2 separate regions of the Capra hircus genome follow, and region 2 is linked to region 1. Evidence: chromatin contacts called from public Hi-C data. All regions are on one chromosome and are shown on one strand. The core of a region is the stretch at or near the end of the contact, and the rest is flanking DNA. Distances in the headings are between cores, read along the strand shown. Region 1 holds the start of SUB1 (activated RNA polymerase II transcriptional coactivator p15). Region 2 has its middle 27 kb from the start of TRNAW-CCA.

Region 1 (6,831 bases), core at 1,785-4,284:
CAAGAAATGGCTTGTACATTAAACCATTTCAAAAAACCAAGTTTGACTAAATATTTTCAAGTCTGTCTTATTTAGAAAAGCAGAACATTTAAAATCAAAATTATCTGAGTGTATTTAAAATTGCCACCCTAGTTCATAGTAATTTTCTATTTTATTACTTTTGGGCTAAGGATTAAATATTTTCTTAGGCAAAAATCTCTTCTATGTTCTCAATTATTATGCTGTAAACAATTTTTGTTTCATGGTTCTTTTTTTTTTATTACTTGCAGTTTTGTTCATCTTCATTGAATTTCATATTTGAGAGACTCTTGTCTTGATTGAAACAAATTTGCATGACCATTGCTTTCCTCTGGTTTGGAGATAAGACTCTTACACGGCCTTGTGGACCTCCTAGAGAGCACGGTGCATTGACCTCCATCCTTAGATTGTAGTAAAGGGGAGAATGTGAGCCCTTACTTTCTCAGACTTGGGTCAGGGAGCTCAGCAGGGCCCTGTCTTTTTGAGTGACCCCATAGGGACTTCATTGTTTCTTTCTGACTTCAAGAATAGGGATCCACTTTGTAACTCCTCAGAGGAACTGTTCTTTGGCTCATAACTTGTGCTTTTCTCCATGGATTAGTTTTCTTGCCTTAATTTCACAGGAATGTAAGCTTCAGGAGCTCTGTAAGGGGTGAGGTTTTTGTCTGTTTTCTCTTCTGCTGTATTTGTACCACCAGCATCTGGGTCAGTATCTGGTGTACATAGTAGGTGCTCAATAAAAATGTGTTCAATGAGTTTCTAAAAAAAAAATCAACATTCAAAAAAACGAACAGCATGGCATCCAGTCCCATCATTTCATGGCAAATAAATGGGAAAAAAGTGGAAACAGAGGCAGACTTTATTTTTTTGGGCTCCCAAATCACTGTGGATGGTGACTGCAGCCATGAAATTAGAAGATGCTTGCTCCTAGGAAAAAAAGCTATGGTAACCTAGACAGCATATTAAACAGCAGATACATCACTTTGCCAACAAAAGTCTGTATAATCAAAGCTATGCTTTTTCCAGTGATCATGTACGCATGTGAGAGTTGGACCATAAAGAAGGCTGAGAGCTGAAGAATTGATGCTTTTGAACTGTGGTGCTGGAGAAGACTTGAGAGTCCTTTGGACAGCAAGTAGATCAAAACAGTCAATCCTAAAGGAAATCAACCCTGAAAGTTCACTGGAAGCACTGATGCTGAAGTTGAAGTTCCAATACTTTGGCCACCTGATGCGAAGAGCTGACTCATTGGAAAAGACCCTGATGCTGGGAAAGATTGAAGGCAAGAGGAGAAGAGGGCAGCAGAGGATGAAATGGATAGCATCAGCGACTTAATGGACATGAGTTTGAACAAACTCCAGGAGACAATGAAGGACAAGGAAGCCTGGAGTGCTGCAGCCCATGGGGTCACAGAGACGGACATGACTTAGCAATTGAACAATGCCTATCTAACTATTACCCAGACCAAGATATATTCAGCATCCCAGCAGATTCCTTCATACTCACTCCAAGTGATAGTCCCCTGAGGCCAACCTGACCTAGATCGCTATGGATTATTTTTGCTTTTTTTGTGCTTTGCATAAAAGGAACTAGACAGCAAGTATTTCATTTTTAAGAAGTAGTCATGTAGCCTGATGTTGCATGCATAGAAGTGGGCTAGAGCATTTGAGGTCTCCCTCAGTCTGTAGCGTCCAGGATTTGAATCATGACTCATTCTCTGTATCACCTATAGCAGAACTTATTTAACCTTGTAAACCCTTGGTTTCTTTATAAAATGGAGAGAACAATCATTTCTACACTGGAAAGGGCTTATTAGGACAAGTGTTATATGTGAAGTGCCTCACTGCAGTGCCTGGAACATAGTGGATGCTTGATAAATGTGTTGAATATGTACTCTTGGCTATAGTAGGCATTCATTAAATATAGATTCAAAGACTCTATGAGTCATATTCCTGCTTATAGCATGGATATCTCTTGCCTTCTGTGAGCTCACATTTGCAGAACTTTAGGTACCTTTTTTTTTTTTTTTTTGGCCCCAGGACTTGCAGGATCTTAGTTCCCTGACCAGGGATTGAACTTCAGGCATCTGGCAGTGAAAGTGCCAAGTCCTAACCACTGGACTCCCAGGGAGTTCCCAGAACTTCAGTTTAGGAATAAGTGTGTGGGTGTGTGGTAAGGACTTCTGGGAAGACTTTTTTGCACTTTCTGGAATTAAACGTTATGACTGTGACTTCCTTCCTTTGAATTCTACCAGCCAGGATCAAATACCAGAGTAGGGGGTAGCAGGCAAGGATCATTTCTTGGAAAATAGGCCAGAAGGGTTCTTTTTCAGATCTTTCTTCAGACATTTCACTTTAACACAAGAAACATTAATGGAACAAGTGCAAAGCACGGTGCTCATCAGTTCAGTCGCTCAGTCTTGTCAGACTCCTTGCGACCCCATGGACTGCAGCACGCCAGGCCTCCCTGTCCATCACCAACTCCTGAGTTTACTCAAACTCACGTCCATTGAGTCGGCGATGCCATCCAACCATTTCATACTCTGTCGTCCCGTTCTTCTCCAGCCTTCAATCTTTCCCAGCATCAGGGTTTTTTCAAATGAGTCAGTTCTTCGCATCAGGCGGCCAAAGTATTGGAGTTTCAGCTTCAGCATCAGTCCTTCCAGTGAATATTCAGGACTGATTTCCTTAAGGATAGACTGGTCCGATCTCCTTGCAGTCCAAGGGACTCTCAAGAGTCTTCTCCAACACCACAGTTCAAAAGCATCGATTCTTCGGTGCTCAGCTTTCTTTATAGTCCAACTCTCACATCTATATATGACCACTGGAAAGACCATCGTTGCTAGCCATTCATGTTTAGTTCGTTCCCTCTTTCACTCACAGTCAAATCCAATCTTCGCTGCATCTTTCCCGGTTTCAGTTTAGGATGAGGGGCGGACCCTTTAAGGCCCTGGAAAGGGTTTCGGTGTCGGGTTTTGGCGAGGAAGCCACGCCCCGTCGCGTGTGCGTAGTCTCAGCGGGGCGGGGCCGGCGTCTCTCTGCTGCCGTCACTTCCGTTTCTCTGTCAGTCGCTAGTGAGAGAGCAGCAGGCACTTCGGCTACTGGAGCGGAGCGTGAGTGCACGGGACCCCGCCCCCACCCCCTACCCGTCGAAGCACCGCTCGGCCGACCCCTACCTTCCCAGCTCGGCCACTCTCCGCCTGACGCCCGGGTTCCTTGTCGGCCACGGCCGCAGGAAATGGCGGCGCTGCCTGATCTCCCCCTTCCCTTCCTCGGCCTCTCCGGACCCCCTCCTCCGTCCCGGACTACGAGCCCCACGCGTTTCAGGCCCCTTGGCGCCTGAAGCTGGCTCCCGGGAACGGCCCCGGGGTAGCGGGTGAGGCGATCTCGGGCGGCGGGTGCGGCCGGGCGGGGCCGAGGAGCCTCGGGAAGGGGCCCGGGGCACCCCCGGGACAATGCAGCAGCGGCCCGGTCCCGGGCGGGGGCGCGTGCGGGGCCTGCGTCTCTGGGGTCCTCATCCTTGCTCCCCGGAGCTGGGACGCTCTAGGGACGGGAGGGAGCGGACCGGGTCTGAGGAGGCCGGGGGTGCGGCGGGGGAGTCCGTGGGTGGAGGAGTGAACGGCTGGTGTGTTGAGGGGGAGTGAGCTATTCGAGGGAAGAAAATGGCGCTTGGTGCAAGTCCCTCCTCTTCCCACTCCGTCTCCTCTGCATTTCGCCGCCTCCTACGCCCCCTCCGACCAACCTGTCTCCCACCGCCCCAGCCATCGCCTGTCCCGGGGTTCGGGAGGCTTGCTGGCATCCCGGGACCCGCTTCCCCCGTTTGGGTGCTTACCACCCTCGTGTGGTACCGAATTCTCGTGCCCTTTAGTTCTAGTTTATCTTTACCTCTTATTTTCTAATCCTTCTTCCCCCAGGCCTTTATTAAAAATGAAGATTTCCTTTTTTTTTTAAGCTGTTTTTTGCCTTTTCTGTATATTCCGCACGACTATTACTCGTAATTCAGTATTACTTTGCCTGAATTACGAGCCACGCCGTCCCCACTCCCCGCTCCCGAACAGTAAAGGCTCATTAAGTAAAAGTGAAAATATATTTTGTTAGTAGTTCAAAGAGTGGTTTAGTTACCATTATCTGGTTTTCATGACGGAGGGACTTATTTGGGTTAAACACGAGGTGGTTCTTTGAAATGATCTTAGCCACCCCGGGCACCTTTAATGAGCAGATGGTGTAGTTATGCTTGACCGTTTCAAAGTGAAAAATAGGTTATGTTCAATTTAATTACCTTAAAAAAAAAAAAGCTTCTTGGCATTATTAGCAGCTAGCACACAGAAACAACTACATTGATTTTGGAGATTAGGCTGTAAAGTGGAGCAGTAACTGGATTAATGTATAAAATGTGGTTGTGAACGTTGCTGGCTCCCCTCTGAATTTACTCTTCTTGTTATCAAGAAATTGCCAGTTAAAATCAACATGGCTGGGTGGAGCATGGTTTGAGCTTTTTGAATTTAGTGGCTAGAGTAGGGATGGCCCATTTCTTTTACCTTGACCTCCTCTTGTGAGACACATTGAATGCCATTGCTATGCAAGTTTAGTCCACAGCTGAATTATTTATGGTTGTTGAAGTCTTTTTTTTCTCTTTTATTCAGCAAACATTTACGGTGTCTCTTGTGTATATTGGGCCCTTGAGGGCATATAGAAATTAATAGGGCTCAGTCTCTTCTGAATTGGAGATGCAGGGAGCGAAAGATACTTGCTATGAAAATACATGGAGTTTTACCACTTGGTATTACAAGTGCTTTGAAAAGAGGTAGAGCATGAAATTCCTTGAAATGTGGGAAACATAGAGGCACAAGACTCTGTTTTAGGTTCAGGCACTCTGTAAACTCCACAGGGAAGGCACTAGCCTAGGTACCTCTGTCTGGGGGGATCTCCAAAATCTAGGGAACTAGGGTCATAGGAAGTGGAGGAAAGGATTTACCCCTCCCGTAAGCAGGTTCTTCAAATTTTAGTTATATTTCAGAGTAGAAAATCAGTGTGAAATGTAAGTGAACGTTAATTATGTATAACTTTGAATCAGAACTTGCTGTTTTGATTGGAATGGTCAAAACGAAAAGATTAAGAACCTATACAGAACATGAAAAGTATGACTATAATGATAAAGCTAATTAGATAAAGACAGCTGTATAGTACAGTTGTCCACCATGCTGTGTGTACATTGGGATTAATTCCTGCAATGAATAATTGTATGTAAGTCTCATTGGTGGGAAATAAAAAGCAATACTGAGAATTGTTCATATTTCTTCCTGGTTTGACAGTGATTGCTGTCAGCTGTCTCTTTGCAGTGTACTTTATCTGTAAACATCTAACTCCTATCCATAATCATCTAACCCTGCTAAAATAAAGTATAAAAAGACCCACTGACTTTGAGAAAGAAATAGATGTAGGAGTATGAGATGTGTATGACATTTAGTTCTTTGCTGGGTTTAGAACTCTTCCCTCTGCATGTTATTTTCAACATGGAAGAGCTTTAGATTAAGAGCATAACTTCTATAGCATTGTGCTCAGTGTAACAGTTCTAGTGCCCCACAATGGTAGAATGAACTGTGGAACTTCTTGAATCTTTGGGGTAGAGTTAAGTTGAAGGTAATGAAAAAGTTTATGAATTATTTACATAATGTATTTTTCTTTCAGAATGCCTAAGTCAAAGGAACTTGTTTCTTCAAGCTCTTCCGGTAGCGATTCTGACAGTGAAGTTGACAAAAAGGTGACTGTTACTACTCCAGGTCATTTTTTGATACTTAATTCAGCAGTATTGGTTCTGAAGGACAGCAGAGCGTCTCAGAACCTTAAAATGAGAGCCTGGATGGATGTTTCTGAAAGTGCAGGTGGCCCCTGACCCACTTGACTGAAATGCCTAGATGCTTGTGGTATACAAGCAGGCCACACCCTGAAGTCAGACTTGAGCAAGTTTTCTGACTTCAGCAAGTTTCCTTTTGAGGCTTTTTAGGAGCCTTACAACCTCTACCTCAGACCCCGGGGGAATAGCACTAAGTTTAGGCCAAAGCCACTATTAGCTATTGCTTAGTAGACTTTTTAAACTGTAGGTATTCTTTATAGTGCTTGTGCGTTCTAAGTCATGTCTGACTCTTTGCAACCCCATGGACTGTAGCCCGCCAGGCTCCTCTGTCCGTGGGATTTCTAAGCAAAAATACTGGAGTGGGTTGCCATTTCTTCCTCCAGGGGATCTTCTCTACCCTGGAATCAAACTCGAGTCTCCTGCATTAGCAGGCAGATTTTCTACCTGGGAATCCCATTCTGTATAGTAGTTGAGCCATATTATATGAACTTTTTGAAAACAGAAATCAGTTTGATAGTCTTCTTAGGCTCTGAAGATTACATAAAATTTGGCTTGGTACGTTTTAAATTAGAGTGTTATTTACTCTGATCCTCTCCTTTTAGTTAAATCAGCACTCAGCAAAGCTAGCATGAAATTACCCATTTTGATAGAAAAGGCTTTTTCTGCATTAGATGATAATTGTGCTGTAAGCTTAACTGCATTCTGCTTAACTGAAGATCTCACACTGTAGTGAGGGCTTCTTCCACAACTGTCCTTTATCTCCTAGTAGCTACATAGTTGTGTCTCTGAGCTCAGTTAATAGTGTTAGTTAAAAGAGAGCTTCTATGAGGATCTTGAAATACATATAATTTTGCTTGGAAAAAAGCTTCAAAGAGCATGCATAGCTATATTTGAGAAGGAAATGTCTTTTAGTTTTCAATTTGCACACAGTATATCATTTGAATACATTCATTTAACAGA
Region 2 (6,831 bases), core at 2,419-4,918, 62 kb before region 1:
GTCCATGGGATTTTCCAGGCAAGAATACTGGAGTTGGTTGCCATTTCCTACTTCAGGGGATCTTCCTGACTCAGGGATTGAACCCATGTCTCCTGTGTCTCCTGCACTAACAGGTAGATTCTTTACCACTATGCCACCTGGGAAGTCTGTATACCAACTACAGTCACCTGTTTTACATTAGGTCCTCAAGCCTTATTCATCTTATAGCTGAAAGTTTCTACCCTTTTACCAACCTCTCTCTATTACCGGGCAACCATGTTTCTGCCCTCTGTTTCTATGAATTTGACTCCCCAGCCTGTATATGGAAACAACTATCCATCAATAGATGAATGGAGATATATATTTATATGAATAGATGTATATACAGACACACACACACATGAATATTACTCAGTCATGAGACAGAAGGAAATCCTGCCATTTGTGACAGCATGGATGGGACCTGAGGGCATTATGCTGGGTAAAATAAGCCAAACAGAGAGAGACAAATGTTGCATGATGTCACTTATATGTGTTTTCTTTAAAAAAAAAAAAAAAAAAAGGACTTCCCTGGTGACTCAAATGGTAAAGAATCTGCCTGCAATGTGGGAGACATGGGTTCGATTTCCAGGTTAGGAAGATCCCCTGAAGGAGAACATGGCAACCCACTCTAGTATTCTTGCCTGGAGAATCTCCATGGACAGAAGAGCCTGATGATACAGTCCATGGGGTTGCAAAGAGTTGGACAAGACTGAGTGACACCATTTACTGAAAAGGCCATCCTTTCCTCACTGTATATTCTTGGCTCTTTTATTGTAAATTACTTGACCATATATATGTGGGTTTATTTCTCGGGTCTCTGCTATGTTCCATTAATCCATGTGTCTGTTTTTATGCTGATGCCACACTATTTTGATTATTATAGCTTTATAATATAGTTTGAAATCAGGGAGCATTATAAAGCTAAGATCTTTGAGGAAAGCTTTCAGTCTTTCATTGCTCAGCATGATGTTAGCTCTGGGTTTTAATATATGGCCTTTAATATGTTAGATATTGCATTTTTGAAAGAAGTATCTTTTTGCTGTATAATCTTTGATGGGTTTCATCGGACAAAGTGTCTGGTGTGAAACAGAATGTGGAGCACATTTTTGTTTAGACAACATCAAGGTCTAGGAGTCAATAACAAATGGACACTGTCATTTGTTATGTCAGAGCTTTCTGAGGCCAAACTACAAACTGTAAACAAGAGAGGGAGGATAGGAGTGTAATCTAGATGCTAGCTGAGACCAGGGAAATGGAGAGTTCCCTGAACATTTCCTAACTTTCTGAACTTGAACCTTTCTGGGCTGAAATTTATAAGAGCATGACTGGCTCCCCTTCAGTTAGAGCTTTCTGAGGCCAAACGACAAACCATAAACAAGACAGATCTACGAAAGAGCAGTGCTTGGTATTGAGAGAATGCATTCGTGAAGGTAGAAGCCAGGAATGTTCTGATAATTGCCTCCTCTCTTCTCCAGGGGGAGAAGAGGGGTCAGTTATGCTCCTGTGAATTTCAGAGCAGAAAGCTTCAATAACAAAAAGTTAGGAAATGTTCCGGGGACTCTCCATTTCTCTGGTTTTAGTTAGGGTCTAGATTATACTCCTGTCCTCCCCCCCACCCCTTGTTCTCTCATTTATCCCTATGAGAAAAGGACTGGTCTGCACAGTTAATGAGCTAGCGAGAAGGGACTGGGCACGTTCGTTCAGCCTTTTCACTGCCATCTTCTAGGGTGTTTGCCCTGAGGCCATGCCGACCTGTGCTCTGCTGGGTAGCAAGCTCTGACACACTCAGTGTGTCCTTTGTTACTGTGACCCAGCAAGTCAGCCTATACTCATTCAGGATGAAATATTAGTAAGTTACTCTAGATATACCCTTAAACCATATTTTCCAATCCCCTTGCTAACAACAAGAACAGTTTGATTTTTGTCAATTTTAAAAATTTTATGTCTGCGGCCTCCATTGCCTTCTTTCTCCATTGAGCCCAGACTAAGGAAAAAAAGAAAGGAATATTATTTTGGCTTTCTGAACTCCCAATACTATAGAATAGTAGTTTGTTGTTCTTGTTTAGTCTCTCAGTCGAGTCTGACTCTTTTGCAACCTCGTGGACTGTATCCCGCCAGGTTCCTCTGTCCATGGCCTTTCCTAGGCAAGAATAATAGAGTGGGTTGCCATTTCCTTCTCCAGGGGATCTTCCTAACCCAGGAGACTTTGTGTCTCCTGAATTGCAGGCTGATTCTTTACCACTGAGTCACTGGGGAAGCTCTGGGGGAGCCTCTGTTTAGAATAGTATACAGAGTTAAAAAGAACTAAATGGCTCCATGTAGAAAGATTTGATTGAAGAAATCCTATTATTAATTTAAAAAATCATGCTGTGAAAGAAATCAGGTATTATATGATCCTGTTTTTTAAGAAAAGCTCCATAAGCTTATAATTCTCTATATTTGTCCATGTACAGTTATATACGTAAGTACATTGTAGAAAGTTTTGGAAGGACATGCTCCAAATTAACAACAGTGACTTCTGTATGTTGTACTGGATTTTTCAAAAAAATACAATAAATCCATATAATTTAAAAATGAGTCTTGCAGGCGAATCGAGTGTCTGGCTGATAGCCCGAAGCCCTTTTTGAAGGTCCAGAGGCCTATTTTTATTATTTCTTGCTTAGGAGTTGAACCCTGGCACTCTGCAGTGAAAGTGTGGAGTCTTAACCCCTGGACTGCCGGGGAAGTCAATGGGCTTGATTTTTCTGGAGTGCTTTCTGTGACAGGCACTGGTGGCTTGGCCTGGTTCAGTGTACTGCGTTGGGCCAGGCAGGAACTGTGCTTTTAAGGGGTTTTAAGGGGTTTTAAGGGGTTAATGAGGTGTGTAGAATGAAGTGTGAGGATGCCACCAGAACCATCACAGCATCTGATGCACCTGCGGACCTGTCCCTGAAAAAGCTCTGTGTGGGTGTGGAGTGAGAAAATGCAAGGATATTCAAACTCCGGATTTTCTCCTTCCCTTTGAGGTACGTTGTAGTTTACCTTCAAACCACCAGGGGGCACACGCACTCAGGGCAGAGATCCGGCCTGGGTCTGGGCGGGAGCTGGGGTGGTGTTGGGGGATGGGGAGGACTAATTACTTCCAAGTGCGGGGAACTCAGCGGCCTCTTCCCCGAGGCCAAAGAAATTAACTCTTCAGTTGGCCAATTGGGTTGTCTTTTTGAAAATTGGTTTCTGCCCTGTGGCTACTGGCTCTAAAACAGGTTTCTAAAAACAGTGTGTTAACAAATGTTATTTAACTTTTTTTTTTTTCCATTTGACTCTTAATAATCTCAACTTTCATCTGAGAGCTCTTGGAGCTGGTTGCTTCTTTCTCACGAGTTAACTTTTAAGTCCTCTGCAAATATGGCAAAAAAATGAGTGAGGGAAGAGACCACCATTTGTCCTCATTTTTGTCGTGAAAAATTAAATCACACATAAAAAGACGTATCCTTTTGTAAACGGAAAGAAAAAAGAAAAATGGCACAGAAATTCCTGGAAGCAACACTCCATCTTTTTGTTTTGTTTGTTTTGTTTTAAGGCTGTGAGCAGATGGCCTGGCTCCATCAAATAGACACAAACTTGGAGCTGACTAGAAAAGAGTTCACCGGGAATTCAGGAGAGCGGGCGGTGCGCACAGCTCACCCCATCTCCCTGGGGCTCCATTTCACGGAGTGTAGTCAGCCTATCGCGTTCATCTGAACCACATGGGGGGAAGGAGGCTTGCGAAAATGTGGCTTTCTGGACTGCATCCCAATCTATTGAATCAGAAGTTAAATCTCTGAATCTATGTTTTTAAACAAGTTGCCTAGTTGATTTCCTGTGAATGTACATTACTTTTGAGATGAGAGGTAGGCCTCCTGGGGTGATATAAGAGGGGGACATGTGACACCTAGGGATATTTGTGTATTGGATTTCAGGGACCTTACCTTTGGGTAAAGAGCACCTCTCTCAGGAGGCTGCTCCCTGTGGAAAACAAAGTGGCTGGCAGCTTGACCTAAGGATGCCAGGAGAGGCTGTGAGCCTGTTAGGTCTGGCCATGGCTGGTCATTGGGAAGCATTTGGAAGGAGAAATGGACAGTACAGGAAGTTGCTGTGAAGCATCCCTGAGGAATTTTTGTTCTCCAGTACTCAGAAGCACCCAGAAATTCCAGGAAATAAAATCCAACAATATTGGTACCTTCTGCGGAGCACCTGTGAAAAAGTCCTCTTGAAAAGTCCCAAATGTCTCCCTTACTATGGGAAATCTCACTTAATCATGCTTCCTGGAATTTCACCAAGTATAGCTTCATTTGTGTGGGATTTTTGTTTTGTTTTTAAATCTCCTTTTCAAATGCAAATCCCCCTGGGAAAATGAAGCTTCTATTCACACATTGGAGAGAATTTGCTTATTACCTCTTACTGCAAAATTGTGATCTCTCACACTAAGAAGAAAAGGAAACATTTTTATTGAATTGAGAGGAAGAGGACTTTTAGAGCCAGGAAAGCTTAATTAGGGTAGAAAAGTGGGAATAGGACATTGATTCCAGGGACATTCTTAGCAGGGAAAATGCCAAGAGCTGCTTCAAGCCCTGGAATAATCTTAGCCAGAAGAAATGAGAAATAGTGAGTACTGAGAGTGGGCTCTTGTCTAACACTCCAGAAATGAATAGTCCAAGGAGACATACATGCTGACAAAGCAAGAGACTTTATTGGAAAGGGGCACATCAGTGGGAGCAGTGAAGTAAGGGGACCCAGGAGAACTACTCTGCCAGGTGGCTTGCAGTCTCAGGTTTTATGGTGATAGGATTAGTTTCCAGGTTGTCTTTGGCTGATCATTATGACTCAGGGTCCTTCCCGGTGGTGCACGCATTGCTCAGCCAGGATGGATGCCAGCAAGAAGGATTCTGGAAGGTGGAAGGACACATGATGTCTCCTTTTGACCTTTCCCGAATTCTTTTGGTTGGTAGTGGCTTGTTAGTTCCTTATTCCTTACCAGGACCTTTTGTTGTAAAATAACTCATGCACTCATCTCACATACTAGTAAAGTAATGCTCAAAATTCTCCAAGCCAGACTTCAGCAATACGTGAACCATGAACTCCCTGATGTTAAAGCTGGTTTTAGAAAAGGCAGAGGAATCAGAGGTCAAATTGCCAACATCCGCTGGATCATGGAAAAAGCAAGAGAGTTCCAGAAAAACATCTATTTCTGCTTTATTGACTATGCCAAAGCCTTTGACTGTGTGGATCACAATAAACTGTGGAAAATTCTGAAAGAGATGGGAATACCAGACCACCTAACCTGCCTCTTGAGAAATCTGTATGCAGGTCAGGAAGCAACAGTTAGAACTGGACATAGAACAACAGACTGGTTCCAAATAGGAAAAGGAGTATGTCAAGGCTGTATATTGTCACCCTGCTTATTCAACTTCTATGCAGAGTACATCATGAGAAACGCTGGACTGGAAGAAACACAAGCTGGAATCAAGATTGCCAGGAGAAATATCAATAACCTCAGATATGCAGATGACACCACCCTTATGGCAGAAAGTGAAGAGGAGCTAAAAAGCCTCTTGATGAAAGTGAAAGAGGAGAGTGAAAAAGTTGGCTTAAAGCTCAACATTCAGGAAACGAAGATCATGGCATCTGGTCCCATCACTTCATGGGAAATAGATGAGGAAACAGTGGAAACAGTGTCAGACTTTATTTTTTAGGGCTCCAAAATCACTGCAGATGGTAACTGCAGCCATGAAATTAAAAGACGCTTACTCCTTGGAGGAAAAGTTATGACCAACCTAGATAGTATATTCAAAAGCAGAGACATTACTTTGTCAACTAAGGTCCATCTAGTCAAGGCTATGGTTTTTCCATTGGTCATGTATGGATGTGAGAGTTGGACTGTGAAGAAGGCTGAGTGCCGAAGAATTGATGCGTTTGAAGTGTGGTGTTGGAGAAGACTCTTGAGAGTCCCTTGGACTGCAAGGAGATCCAACCAGTCCATTCTGAAGGAGATCAACCCTGGGATTTCTTTGGAAGGAATGATGCTAAAGCAGAAGCTCCAGTACTTTGGCCACCTCATGCGAAGAGCTGACTCATTGGAAAAGACTCTGATGCTCGGAGGGATTGGGGGCAGGAGGAGAAGGGGATGACCCAGAATAAGATGGCTGGATGGCATCACGGACTCGATGGATGTGAGTCTGAGTGAACTCCGGGAGTTGGTGATAGACGGGGAGGCCTGGCGTGCTACGATTCATGGGGTTGCAAAGAGTTGGACACAACTGAGCGACTGAACTGAACTGAACTGAATGGTTACTATGGTGCCTGGCCAGGGTGGGCAGTTTCAATCAGTTTGCTTCCACTAACAAATCTAAATCACCCTAATTTCTATTTTGCCTCCTTGGTCTATGGAGTAGATTGTGCTGTGACCACAAACAGTCCCCACATCTCCGTGGCTTAGCAGAACGGAGGTTATGTCTCGATTATGTCCCCTGTCCACTGTGGGTTGGCAGAGGGACTAGACTTGCTATTGTCACTTAGGGATCCAGGCTGGAGACCGCATCTCTACACGTGCTTCCAAGGTTAATGTGGAAGAGCAAAAAAGAAAACGTGACAAATTGCACATAGGCTTTGCGTTGTTCAGGGTTCTCTAGAGAAACAAAACCAATAGAATGTGTGTGTGTGTGTGTGTGTGTGTGTGTGTGTGTGTGTGTGTGCAGAGAGAGACAGAGACAGACACAGAAAATTTACCTTAGGGAATTGCCTCACACAATTGCAGGGGCTAGAAAACCTGAAATCTTCAGGGCAGATTGGAGA

What was found. Hi-C and Micro-C count contacts between places; a contact is called where the count stands out from the background.
Region 2: a Hi-C map of blood shows a contact between it and region 1, with 3 times the contacts expected there. The contact joins the enhancer-like site here to the promoter of SUB1 in region 1. A contact is called at or near these places in 3 of 5 Hi-C or Micro-C datasets (all in blood).

What each region holds. Positions count from the first base shown.
Region 1 is chr20:41,030,032-41,036,862 of ARS1.2, reverse strand. SUB1 (activated RNA polymerase II transcriptional coactivator p15) reads left to right here and starts at 3,034. Exons shown (of 5, transcript XM_005694825.3): 1 at 3,034-3,130; 2 at 5,706-5,778. The coding sequence starts at 5,707.
Region 2 is chr20:41,092,363-41,099,193 of ARS1.2, reverse strand. No RefSeq gene overlaps it. Among named protein-coding and RNA genes, the nearest start is that of TRNAW-CCA, 27 kb to the right of the region's middle. Within about 2 kb of position 3,668, at least 3 of the 5 cell types and tissues checked have an H3K27ac peak or open chromatin away from gene starts, as enhancers often do.